Regions from separate parts of the Sus scrofa genome. Here region 2 is linked to region 1. The links are chromatin contacts, called in public Hi-C maps. All regions are on one chromosome and are shown on one strand. Each heading gives the region's core, a stretch centred on a gene start, on an enhancer-like site or on the middle of the called end of the contact. The rest is flanking DNA. Distances are from core to core; before and after follow the strand shown. Region 1 holds the start of MFSD1 (major facilitator superfamily domain-containing protein 1). Region 2 holds the start of SMC4 (structural maintenance of chromosomes protein 4).

What was found. A called contact is a pair of places that touch in the nucleus more often than the background predicts.
Region 2: a Hi-C map of heart right ventricle shows a contact between it and region 1, with 5 times the contacts expected there. The contact joins the promoter of SMC4 here to the promoter of MFSD1 in region 1. A contact is called at or near these places in 1 of 47 Hi-C or Micro-C datasets (heart right ventricle) and 1 of 2 datasets of contacts at active chromatin or transcription factors (alveolar macrophages).

The regions. Positions count from the first base shown.
Region 1 is chr13:98,590,033-98,596,495 of Sscrofa11.1, forward strand. MFSD1 (major facilitator superfamily domain-containing protein 1) reads left to right here and starts at 2,313. Exons shown (of 16, transcript XM_003358650.5): 1 at 2,313-2,594; 2 at 4,234-4,286; 3 at 5,465-5,577. The coding sequence starts at 2,423.
Region 2 is chr13:100,073,865-100,080,617 of Sscrofa11.1, forward strand. SMC4 (structural maintenance of chromosomes protein 4) reads left to right here and starts at 4,285. Exons shown (of 24, transcript XM_005669952.3): 1 at 4,285-4,494; 2 at 5,617-5,760; 3 at 6,643-6,753. The coding sequence starts at 5,622. IFT80 (intraflagellar transport protein 80 homolog) reads right to left here and starts at 4,284. Exons shown (of 20, transcript XM_021069731.1): 1 at 3,879-4,284.

The DNA.
Region 1 (6,463 bases), core at 1,063-3,562:
TATTCTTTTCATACTAAGTTTGAAATCTGGTGTATATTTTACACTTACAGTTCATTTAATTACAACCAGCAACATTTCAAGTATCAGCTTGTCATACATGGTGTTGGCTACCTATTGTACAGAACAGAGATGATGTTTAAAGCTATGGAACTGGGTAAGTGGCAGAGAGCCCAAGACTGGACTTTGGAGCACTTGAACATTTAAGAGTTTAGGTAGAAGAGGAGGAGCTAGAAGGAGCTGACAAATGAGACAGAAAATGAGAGCCCAGTAAACTAGGAGAAAAACAAGGCAAGTGTAGTGTCAAGGAGGTAATTAAGGAGAGGGCTGTCAACTATTATCAGCTGACGCTGAAGAGTGGCATAAGATGAGGACAGAGAAGTGACCACTAACTGGGAAGATGGAGTTGTTAGCCATCTTGGTAAGACAGTTTCATTAGACAGGGGGCTTCTCCTTTGGGGTTGGGTGAGAAAGGGAGGTGGAAAGTGGAGTCATTTGTGGAGACATCTCAAAGGCAAAACGTTGTAAACTGATCTATCTTCTCTGGCATCCCCCGCCCCACCCCACCGTTTCCTATATTCTGATCTCTATTGGGAGCCCACGCTAGAAATCTGGGAAATATTCTCAATTCCTTCCTCTCAGACCTCATAAACTATTTGCCCAAATTCATCCCCATTTCACTTCCAAAATACTTCTCCTTTGCTTCATCCCTATTTCCCCAGTTATAGGACCTTGCCATTTCTAATCTTCATAGTACCTAATAATCTTAATGATTATTCAACCTCTAGCTTTGTCACCCTCAAAGTTCTGCTGGCAAGCCTGGCACCACCACCCCCTTCTTGAAAGTTGAGGAGGGTGTCAGGTTGTGTTGCCAGATGTAATTTGTTTTTTTTTTGTTTTTTTTTTTAACTTTTTAAAAATTACTCAGATGAATTTATCACATCTGTAGTTGTATAATGATCATAACAATCTGATTTCACAGGATTTCCACCCCACAGCCCAAGCACATCTCCCCACCCCTCAAACTGTCTCCTCCGGAGACCATAAGTCTTTCAATGTCTGTGAGTCAGCATCTGTTCTGCAAAGAAATTCAGTCTGTCCTTTTTTCAGATTCCACATGTCAGTGAAAGCATTTGATGTTGGTATCTCATTGTATGGCTGACTTCACTTAGCATGATAGTTTCTAGGTCCATCCATGTCGCTAAAAATGCTGTATTTCATTCTTTTTAATGGCTGAATGATAGCCAGATGTAATTTGTAAAAACATAGGTTTTGGAGTTCCCAAACTGTGGTACAATGGGTTAAAAATTCGACTGCAGCCGCTTGAGTCACTGTGGAGGCGCTGGTTTGATCCTTCGCTTGGTGCAGTGGGTTAAGGATTCCACTCTACTACAGCTGTGGCTCGGATTCAATCCTGGCCCGGGAACTTCCATATGTTATAGGTGCAGCCCTAAATAAAAACACAGGTCTTGCATTCTTGATCCTCTACACAAAATCCTTGCATGTCTCCTTACGGAACAGGTTTAGTTTTTCCTACTGAGTTCTTCTTTCATTCGCAGATCAATGGTCTCTCTCCTCTCCCCCACCTCCCCTCACACACACACACACGGTTCTGTTTCAGGCTTGCATCATTATTATCCCTCCTAATCCCCACCCTCATAACCAACTCCCTCATATAGGCGTCATGACTGACCCATTCGTACTAATTCTAGCTTAGGTATGAATTTAAAGGACCTTCAGCACGCCACCACTTTCCCCCAAAGTTTGTTAAACTGTACTTACTCTCTTCCCAAACGCCTTTCCCAGGCATTCCTACGAAATTCACTACTTATTTCAACCGCTGTTCTCACTTAGACTCGTCTATTCACCATACTATTCTTTAAAGGATCAGTTTCTGTCGACCTCCCCAAGTAAACCACGAACTTTCTGAGGTCTGAGAGCTTGTCACATTCCAGTTTGTATTCCCAGTACCTGGCATGTGAGTGGACACAACATAAGACTCTCAATGAACTGTGTGGAATTAAGAGCAGCCAAAAAGGCTGCGGAAAGCAACGCTGCGAGGAGAAGGGCGGTGCGCTTCTTCGCGTCAGGCTGAGCGGAGGCCGGCACTCTCTACCCGCGCAGCGGCAGGGGATGGACAGCAGGAGCAGGCAGGAAACGAGCACAGTTCCATTTTGGGCAGCGGAAAGCTGCGGCTGGCGCCTAAGACAGTACCGGGAGAAATTAAACGTAGCTCCTCCCCTCTCTCCTCGCTAGGCCTGCCCACCACGTGATCTTGCCTGCTCACGTGAGCGCGGCCTTGCGTGACCTGCCCCGGCATCACGTGAGCAACCGTGGTCACGTGAGCACGGTTTTTGCTGGGCTCCAGCAGCAGCTTCTTCCCGGAGTTGCTGTCACTGTCTTCTCCTGATCTCCCGCCGGCCGGATGGAGGAGGAAGATGAAGAAGCGAGGGCGCTGCTGCCAAGCAGCCCCGTCAAGGCCGGCAGAGGTGCCTCCAACACTCCCGACGCTCCCAGGGCGCTGTCCGCCCTCTGCGACCCCAGTCACCTGGCGCACCGGCTTTTGGTGCTGTTGCTGATGTGCTTCCTTGGCTTCGGTGAGCCGGCCGGCCTGGTGGGGTGTTGCTGCTAATCAGGAAATTACCGACTTTCTTTCGGAGAGTCGTTCTTGGCTGCCACGAGGCCTCAGCGCAGCTTCTAGTTTCTGTTTCTGGGCTTTCCTTCTTTTCCCTTCTCCACCCCATCAAAGCCTTGTAGACGTTGCTAGCTATTCGGCATTTCGAAGATAGGAGTAAGGGCACTGAGCTGCGCGAGTTTTGTGCCACTCCTTTCCTCTCCAAGAAGTCTCGAAGGCTAGCAACTTGCCGCCTGGGACCCTAGATATGAAGGAATCCCGGGATCATCAAGGTTGCTCTAATGACAGTTCCATTCAGAAGGAATTCAGAAAGATTTAACTGTCCCTTTCCCCGTTGCCCTTCCCCAACGCCCCTCTGCCCAATTTAAAATTTTTGATTGACCAACTCGTTGGCAGTCTTACGTGTTTCTCATCCTCTTTGGGAAAACGTATGAGTGTGTCTTGTTGATAGCTTCAATGAGTGGATGTGTTCTCGTTCTCTTCCGCTATGCCAATGTGAAGCAATCATACTGGATTGGACTTGTGGTAGGCTTGACGGTGTTTGGTTTCATTTACGAAATCTGGTGACTCTGAAGGAAATTTCTTGAGCTAATTTTAAAAATTATCTGCCTGTGTTCCAGCTACTAATTTTTTTCAGCAACATTCTAATGTCAATATAAGTTTGATAGGAAGGTAATAATGTGTTTCTCAAGGGGCTTGCGGGAATGGGTATCATCAACAAGTTCAGAAACATTATATTGGGTAACTTTATGCTACTGCTGAGGATATGTATGTTGGCATGGAGGTTGCTTTGAGCCTTAGTTCCTTTGCATCTCTTTTTGTTCCCCCTCTTTCTTTGTGGAAAGAAAGAGCTGCAGCTCTGATTCAACCCCTATCCTGGGAATCACCATACGCTGCAGGTGTGATCCTAAAAAGCAAAAAAAAAAAAAAAAAAAGTCAATTTTATTTCTGTAAAAATAATTCTGAGTGCACGAATGTCCAAATCTCTCCACCTCTCTCTTTCTTATCCTCTCAAAGACATTATGTTTTAATTTAATCTTTTGGAATGCTTTTGTTTTTCTTCATTACTGGCACTGTATTTGCTAAATTATTTGTCTAAAGCATTTTGTTTGTAGATTTAAAATTCTTGTTTCAAAAACAGGTTTAGTCAGAGTAAACTTCTTTCCCCTGCTCTCAAGATAAATAGTAGCTTTAGGTAACATACTAGGAAACTTCTGAGGATGTTTTTAAAATTTTTAGTGTGTGCGTTGGTAGCTTTAAGGAAAATACGGCTTTTACAAGGATGTGAATAAAACAGTAGACATGAAGCATGATAAAAGTAAAGTAGAAGAACAAATAGTTGTAGATTAACTTCTTAATGCAGGTTCCCAGTACTTGCTATGTAGTCACACTAATATTTTGTAAATAACTTGGTGTGTTTTCTTTGCATATTTGCCTGCAACTTAGAAATTATTGGTGGACAAGGACGTGGTCCAGAAATGTTTCCAGTGTCGAGCCCCTAGTATAAACGTTTAAAATCACAATTTGAGTAGCAATTGCAACTTGACACTTTTATATGGGAAGTATTGTTACTTAAAAATATTTGCTTTTCCTTTTTCTAGGCAGCTATTTTTGCTATGATAATCCTGCTGCCCTTCAGACTCAGGTTAAACGGGTAAGTTGGTTTTTCACCACTGCTTTTTTTGTTGGCTCTGGAGCAGATGTTCTGTTGAGGCATCATCAGTTCTAAGATTTCCCAGTCTGAAGTATTGTCCAGTGAATCCATTTTCATCAAACCTGTGTATGGCAAGCAGTATTCTTGAAATGAGTGGCCACAAAGAATTCATTTATAACACTTGCAGCTTGATATTGTTTCACAGTTTAAATAAATAATTGCAGTTTCTTGCAGTGGTGCCAAGAAGTATTATTAGATTTTTGTTTGCATTTCTGTGTCCCATTGTGTAAACATCTGAATGACACATGATTTGGTAGGATGGATTTTTGCTTTTGTAAGTGTGTCTTTTGTGGTTATTTTATTTTTAAAATGTGGATACTGATCCCAGAGGATTGTCCATGCCAGTATTTTTAGTCTGGTTTTGTAAAAATATATTTGATATTTACAGTTTTTTATGTATTTTGGTAGTTTTTTTTTTCCTTTGAAAGTTTTTTTTTTTTAACCCTTTGAACAGGGAGAAATGTATAGATTGACTCTTCACATTCTGGAATGAAAGGGAAAGAAGGTAGGAATTAGTGGAGGAAGGCAAGGGATAGTTAGGCTGAGATAATCCCTTTCTATTTGGGAATAAGAATGTAGAAGATACAGGCAGATGCAGATTGTAGTGGGAGAGCTGATTGATTCTAAACTCCATGAAGCCTCTGAAGTAGCGGTGGACTCAAGAAGTTCCCACGTGTCATCATTTTTCTGGGGCACATGCTACAACTGTCATGGGAGTCTCAAAGCAGTTAGTGACTACAAATGATTAAGAAATGCCTCTTAGAGTTCCCGCTGTGGAGCAGTGGATTAAGAATCCAACTGCAGTGGCTCCAGTTGCTGTGGAGGCGTGGCTTGAATCCCTGGACTCTTGCAGTGGGTTAAAGGATCCGGTGTCACAGCTGTGGCTCGGATTCAGTCTCTAGCCAGGGAACTTCCATATGCTAGGGGTGGGGGTACAGTCAAAAAAAAAAAAAAAAAAAAAAAAAAAAAAAAAAGAAAGAAAGAAAGAAAAAAAGAAAAATGAGGAAAAAAAGGAGAAAAAACAAAAACATCTGCCTTATCAGAAAGAATGTTTTGAGTTGTTAGTTGTTAAACTTAACTGTTTGGGAAAAAAACGGTTTTGTTTTCTTTCCATGTAGGATATGCAGGTGAATACCACAAAATTCATGCTGCTGTATGCCTGGTATTCTTGGCCCAATGTAATTTTGTGTTTCTTTGGTGGCTTTTTGACAGACCGAGTGTTTGGAATACGGTAAGCTTGGAAAAAAATTTCACTTATGGGTAAAATGTGATTGTTAAGAAAACAGAACTAGATTAAGTATTTCTAGAAAGAACTGAATAAACTTGTGTATTGAATGTGATAATCTGCATTAGCTTTGTGTGTGTGTGTGTGATTTTTATATTTTTGGAATTGGTTTTTGAACCTTGGTTGGTATTTCAGTTAAGGTAAATGCTGCTCATGGGATATCGTAACTCAGTTGTCTAAACTTGGAATGCCCTCACTTGGAATCAGCAAACCAGGGTCTGAATCTCATTGCTGCCACTTGCTCAACTTCTTATCTCTTCTGAGCTGTTCCTAGCTTCCTGAGCTTCAGTTTCCCCATTGATAAAATATGGATAATAATTCCTGCCTTGGAAGGTGGTTATAAGGATTGAGCGAGATGGATGCACAGTATTTGGCACATATGCAGTATTTGCCTCACCCTGTCCCAGGAAGATTTTCCCTTTTGCGTTTCTTTAGGCATCAAACTTCTTGTGACCACTCCTATTAGATGCTGAGGAAGGCATAATATTATAAACAAACATTTGTCACTTTCATCCTAATGATCAATTGTGGGTATGTGTCATGAGTAGAGACTTTAGGAGAGATGTAGAGTGGGAATACTTTGGAAGGTGGAGGATAAGATGATGATGGGTTTTCTAACCATATCTAGTGGAAAAGAAAGAAACTATAATTAAGTATTTAAACTTGGGGACTAACTTTTAAACTTTGAAGACTGTATAAAGTATGAGTTAAATTTAATTTGCTTGGTTTAAAGGCATAGAATTACTTTGAACTTTAGGGAAACAGATTCCACTTAGTATAATGAAGACCTTGTTTGATCAGTGTGACAGGAGGGGCCATAAGTTGCCTTGGA
Region 2 (6,753 bases), core at 3,035-5,534, 1.5 Mb after region 1:
TAATAAATATGCAGTGAAAATTGGCATTTTTGTCACCCTGCATATATTCACTCTTTTCCTAGCTACAAAGAATATCTCCTTGTAACACCCACTATGAGAAGCCTGAGAATAAGACAAGGGAATGCAAAACAGAGCAAAGAAAGAAACAAAATCCTGGTGTCTTCGTTTGAACAATGAATCCAGTAACTCACCTAACTTTGTGGTTATGAAAGATAATTTTTTTTCCTCAGGACAATTTATGTATTTATTTATTTATTTTAGTGCCACACCCATGGCATATGGAGGTTCCCAGGCTAGGGGTCGAATCGGAGCTGCAGCTGCCAGCCTATATACCACAGCCACAGCAAACATGTCTGCAACCTACACCACACCTCACGACAGTACCAGATTCTTAACCCACTGAGTGAGGCCAGGAATCGAACCAGCATCCTCATGGAAAGTAGTCAGATTCATTTCTGCTGAGTCACAACAGAAACTCCATCCTCAAGACAATTTAAACAGGGTTTTCTGTCAGTTTAATCTACAGGGTCCCACCTAAGACATTACTATAACTACTTCCTCTTCCTAGAGTCTAAGAATGGACATTCTCTGGTGCTATCCTCTCTCTATTCACAACCTTAAATTTTTAATTTTAGTGTTTCAACTATTCTTGTAACTCTATCTCACCTTATCTTCTCTCTTGAACTATATTCCCTGCCTCTACTGCCCACTGGATATATCTTTCCTAATCTCAACCTATATGAATAAAAACGACATTTTTCAAAACAGTCTATCCCTTAAAACTGCTTCATTTCCTCACTTCCCACTTTTTTCTATGTTAGGTAGGTGAGAGTTTCAACAAGACTCATGTACTAGGGAGCTTATAATATCAAGAGGCTGTGTCTATATCCAATTTATTCATCTTGAACAATATTCTCTAAGTACTTATACACTACTTACATAAATTCATCTTTGTTATTCATTTTGACTTATTTTTAATATCTAATTAATCCAAATATTTATAATTAATTATAAACTTGGTTAATATTTTTAAACATTTACCCACAAATCTAATTTCAGACTTTGTGAAATGCTGCAACCACATTAGAAGGCAGACAAAAAAGCTCATGTTGCTATAATGATGATAAAATTTAACTATGCATTTCAAAAATTGCAAATGTTGGAGTTCCCATCGTGGCGCAGCAAAAACGAATCTGACTAGGAACATGAGGTTGCAGGTTTGATCCCTGACCTCGCTCAGTGGGTTAAGGATCCGGCGTTGCCGTGAGCTGTGGTATAGATCGCAGATGTGGCTTGAATCCTGGGTTGCTACGGCTGTTGCGTAGCCAGCAGCTGTAGCTCTGATTAGACCCCTAGCCTGGGAACCTCCATAAGCTGCGGTGCAGCCCTAAAAAGACAAAAGACAAAAAACAAAAAAAAAAAAAAAAAAAAAAACAAAAAAAAACCCTGCAAAAGTTAATTTTAATTATATTCCAATTTTTCCCTTTAAACTCATTCTTATTTCTCCCTATAGGGTACAATTTTTTGAACACAAAAAAGTAAGGATTCTCTTCTTTGCCTTAAATTATAGATAATGGTTTTTAGCAGATGATTTGGGACCAGAAAGATGAGACTTGGTTATACCTTCCAAGACTGTAACCTAGTCCCTCCCAATTGGACCAGCTTCTTTTTATCCAAAGTACTGGCAGAGATCAATCAAGTCTTTATTTCTTATTGACTCTATTCTCTTCTCAAATCACTTCTTCACTTATTCTGAGTGTCCTACTGTCACTCCATATTTAAGCTCCACTATAACTTTGCTATGAATGTCTTTCCTACATTACAGACACTAGTCTAAACTTGTTTAAAAATATTCATTCTGAGTGGAGCACGGTTAGATTCAACTAAATCTAAAGCTATTGGTCACTTTATTGGTTTATTGAAATTACATTTCTTACTCATTAGTCACTAAGACCTATCATTACTTATAGCAATAACAAAGGCAGCAAGACTAGGATTTATTTGTGACATCTTTCTTCTTATCCCCTCATCACTAATCCAGGGATTCATAAAGAATAGATAGAATCTGACTGACTTTTAGTCTGGCTCAGACTCTTAACCATTAAAAGCTACAAAAGCTACAGATTTTCCCCTGCAAATATATTCAGATTTTTTTCCATTCCACTGCATAGGCACTTTTAACTTCCCACACGGAAGTAAGTACAATTCCATGTACGGTAATAATCTCAGCCATGCCTGATCTCAGTTTCTTAACACATTTCACATAAATAGTTAATTTTTTTTATTAAGTCATTCCTAAGCTCAAATTTTTTCTAATATTCTAAAAATGTATCATATGTAACATCCTTGATCTGGCTTGAAGACCCTTCGTAAGCTAACCTTCTTCTAACTTGACATACCCATTATTCATCCTTAGCACATACCCTGATAAAATCAATGGTAAAACACAGCAATATCAAATGAATATAGTGTGTGGGATAGACAATCATAAACAATTCTATGAGGTAGGTATTATATGCTGATTTTATAATAAATACTCTCAGAGGGACTGATAAATTGATAAATTGTCTAAGTATGTAGACAAAAAAACATGAGATTTGGGATTCTGTTATCTCTTACATCTTTCTACTCCACTGTGCTGTCTCCCAAATACACTACCCAATTTGGTCTAGTCTTTGCATTTCTCTTGGTTAATATCTCTCCAACTCAGGGTTAGTTATGTTTTACAGACTTCAAAAATCCAAAAGATTCCAGATGCTTTCAAAGAGAATTACTACATTTTCCTCGCACACCTACGGGTCAAAATTTTTTTTCATTGAGTTTACTGTCTGTAGTTTGTCCTTCGAAAACAATTTTTTTCAACTTCAAATATAAAGGTATATTACAATAAGGAGTCAATACTTACTCAAACCACACCAGTCTCCCCTCTTCAACAAATTCTTACACTTGTGGGCAGTGGCCTCTACATGTCTTCTTGGGAATCACTGAACCTGAATATGCTCCTCAGGGCAAGGGTCATACATACTTACTTAGAATGACAATTTAAATTCATGCATAAAGAGGATTTATTGGGGGTTTAGTATGTCAGGCACCAAGTATTAAAAAGCTAAAAGGGGGAATAAAAGAGTTCCCAGTTCTCCATGTCAAGTACTTTAGAGCTGCTGAACAAATGCTTATTGGAGGTAGTCAAATCAACCAGTGGTTAACATTTGGGGGATTAGGATCGTGTTTGAGAATTTGATAAAAGTTCTGGGAAACTCCTCAGAAAAATTCACAAGCAGACATAATTCTGTACACAGCTAAAGGGGCAAGGGGTTGGAGATGGAGAGTGGAGGAGAGGTGGTATGAACAATCGCCTACCACCAGATCCATAAACTCCAGGTTAAAAACTCACTAACAAAACTAAATTCTCTGGGAACAGAAATACTACCTTGATAATCTTTCTTATGCCTGACACAGTGCAACGTGTACAAAGCTACTTAATATTTGCTGATCGATAATTTTTTCATAAACATATGATACGAGCAAATCGTTTCTTCTATTACGGAGTCTTTCAGCCAAATAATTTTAAAAGCCAGAAACCCTCTTTCGCTAGTGACGCTAACGACCTAATACTAATAACTCGAAATCCTTATTTTGCTATTTACTACAAGATCATTCACCAATCGAGGTCTTCTCCTTGTTGTCCCCCTACTCTCTCCAAAGACTTAGGGCTTCCTCTGCATCCCAAGAGCTACGTCCAGAGCCCCAGTGCTCCAGGGAGATGGAAAATAACTGATGCTCCAAGCTGCAAACACCCTAAAAGCAGGAAAAGTGGGTCCAGTAATGGCCACAACCTCTAAACTCTTTCCTCACTTCGTCCAGAGATAGAGATTTACCTTAAGTAAGTTCCAGGAAAGCAGTGGCGATCGCTCTCACAGGGGTGCTACCAGTTACCAAGAAGCCTCGGATCTCTTCGTCACCATAGCGACTTCTGAGAGCAGAGCGAACTCCCTCTTCCCGCGATACTTCCCGCCGCGTCACCCGAGCGGGCCCGAGACCCCGCCCCTAGCGAGCCCGCCCTCTTGTTAAGGAGCGTTATTGGGCTTCTGTGCCCGTTGTTTAGCTGTGGGCGGGGTCCCATTCTGTTTTCTTCCTCTTATTCAAAACTCCCAAAACTTTTTAAAAATATATTTTATATGAATGTTGTTGTCCATAGGCCCAAGGAAAACATTGCTTCGCTTTTCTTTTTCACTTAGAAATGTCCTCTGCCGCCAGGGTCCCGCCAGCATTTCGCGCATGCGTGTAAACGACATGAAGATGGCGACCATAATCGCCGCAGTTTTTTCAAATTAGTGGGTCCCAGAAAGCATTGCGCGCATTTGTAACGAATTTCCGTTCGAGTTTGTATTTTAGGCGCCATTTTCGAGTGAAGGACCCGGAGCCGAAACACCAGTAGACGCGGGGGGGTTATACAACCGTTTCCAGCCTTGGTCTGAGTGGACTGTCCCGCAGGTAAAGTACCTCTTTTCCTGGTAGAGTTGTCACACTCTTACTTCCTGCCCCGTCTGCCGGCACCTGGGAAGAAAAGGCCTTGAGCTGGAGCGGCCGAAGTCTAGGCTGAGGCTGCCGCCGGGAGGTTTCTCTCGCTGTCACCCCTCCCCCCTCAGCCTCTCCTCAGCATTCGGGGCTCCCGCGCGCTTCTTCTGGGCGCCACTTCTTTGAGCTACTTGGGCGTCGCTCAGGGGACGCGAGGGATCGGGGCTTAAGCTTCGTGGACTTCTTCTCAGAAAACTTGGTCCCGATCGGACTGTAGGGTTTCCCCTTGCCCCGGCCCCCTGCCTCTCTCTCTCTTCTCCCAAGGGACTGATTACCCGATCTGAGCCCTTACTGGTGACCTTTCCTGGTTTATTGCCTAGCGGGAGTCTGCCGCGGACACCGGAGGTACAAACCCCTGCTGCCCCAAGGTGATTTGAACCGGAGCCGGCACTGCCGGCCTCCGATTTGAAAATCGCGGGGGTCGACCCCATCCACTGGTCCCTATCGGGCAGTCGTGAGGACACCTCAAAGCCCGCGGGCGGTCAAGGGCTCCTAGAGCTAAATGGCGAGGAGAGGATAGTGGGCGGCGAGCAGCCGGTTCTTCGCTGCTCTCGGAAGTTGAGAGCCCCTCAAGCCTAAAGTTAATACGAACTCTTCGCTCTCAAAGTGTGTGCGCTTGTATTCCTAGCCCCGGGAGCGTGGGCATGTCGGTAAACGCCAGTTTACTTCGTTTAGAAATTACGTTAGAATATTCTTATACCCTTACCTTCGTCGGGGGGATGGGAAGGGAACTTTAGAAAATAAAAAGAACTAAGCTTGATTCCCCAAGCACGTCTAAGTTTTCCCACTTGCTTTGGACTTAGGAAAACGGATCCCGCCTTCTTGGCACCTCGAGGGGTTTTGTGCCTTCTTTCTCGAGGACCCGCTGGCGTTGAGCAGGGTTTTTAAACGGGGCTTTCGGAAATAGATGGACGGAATTTTCCCCGGGTTGGGTGGGGTGGAGGCTGGGCCCATCCCACCGCCGGGCCAGCGGAGAATGGACCCTCAAGGTCCTGCGGCTCGCGGGCTGACTTGCCGCCGGCTCTTTCTCGGCCCCAGCGACCATGCCCCGTAAGGGCACCCAGCCCTCCACTGCCCGGCGCAGAGAGGAAGGGCCGCCGCAGTCCCCGGACCGCACCAGCAGCGATGCGCAGCCGGAGTCGCCGCCCGGCTGCTCGGAGAGCCGGGCGCCTGCCACCGCAGGTGAGTAGCAACCGCGGGAAAGCGCATGGGGGATCCGGGTGTGTCCGCGCCCAACCCAGGACTGTCTGGTGTCTTGGGGCGCGGGCAAGAGGGGCTTCGGGGTTGCGGTGCGAACATCTCGTGTCGGTTCCGTAGACCCACTGAAGAAAGCGGTCTGGCGAGTTTCACAGATTAGACTATGCAGTTTCGGTGTAACGGTCCTGGAGGGGGATGGAGGCGAGTAAACAGCTTCAATTCTTAATTTCTGTTTATTGTCTTCTGTTTCCGCGGAAATCGACACTATTAGCCAGTAGTCAGTGGACTTTCTTTCAGACGGAGGCGGCGTGACTGTATGTTACTATGATGAAAAGTTGCTTGACCCTAACTTCACCTCCGTGGTCTTAAATTGTGTTTAAAGAGAAGATGATAATTTGCTCGAAACTACTGTAGTTTTTGTGAGTCCAGGAATTGGGTGACATTATGAAACCCTTGTGACAATGTCGCTTGAGCTCTTGCGTGTCCAAAGTTAAGGCTCCAGGTGCTCAGAGATGTAGAGAGTTGGCTCTAGAGCCATAGGATTTTACTACTTGTTTAGGCAAGGAGCAGGCTATCAAGTAAGTGGTTGTGGTTTCTCCAGATTTGCTTTATGATATAGTGTTTTGACTCCTAAGAGTTATATTTCTATAGAATTTTGTGACTGGTGGCATTTCTTTTAAGATTTTTTTTTACCCGAAAGATTCTCATTCCCTGTGAGTTTAGGATAATGCTATATTGAGTGAAAATAGAGATTCCTAGGTTTCATAAATAATATCTCTCCAGAGATAGCAGGCAGTAGTCCTCCGAACTAATTACACTAATGGAGGCTTTTTTTCCTTTGCCTTCCCTTTCTTTTAACTTACTTAGAGACTCCAAGTGAGGAAATTGATAATAGAAGTTTAGAAGAGATTTTGAGTAGCATCCCTCCGCCGCCGCCTCCAGCAATGACCAATGAAGCTGGAGCTCCTCGGCTTATGA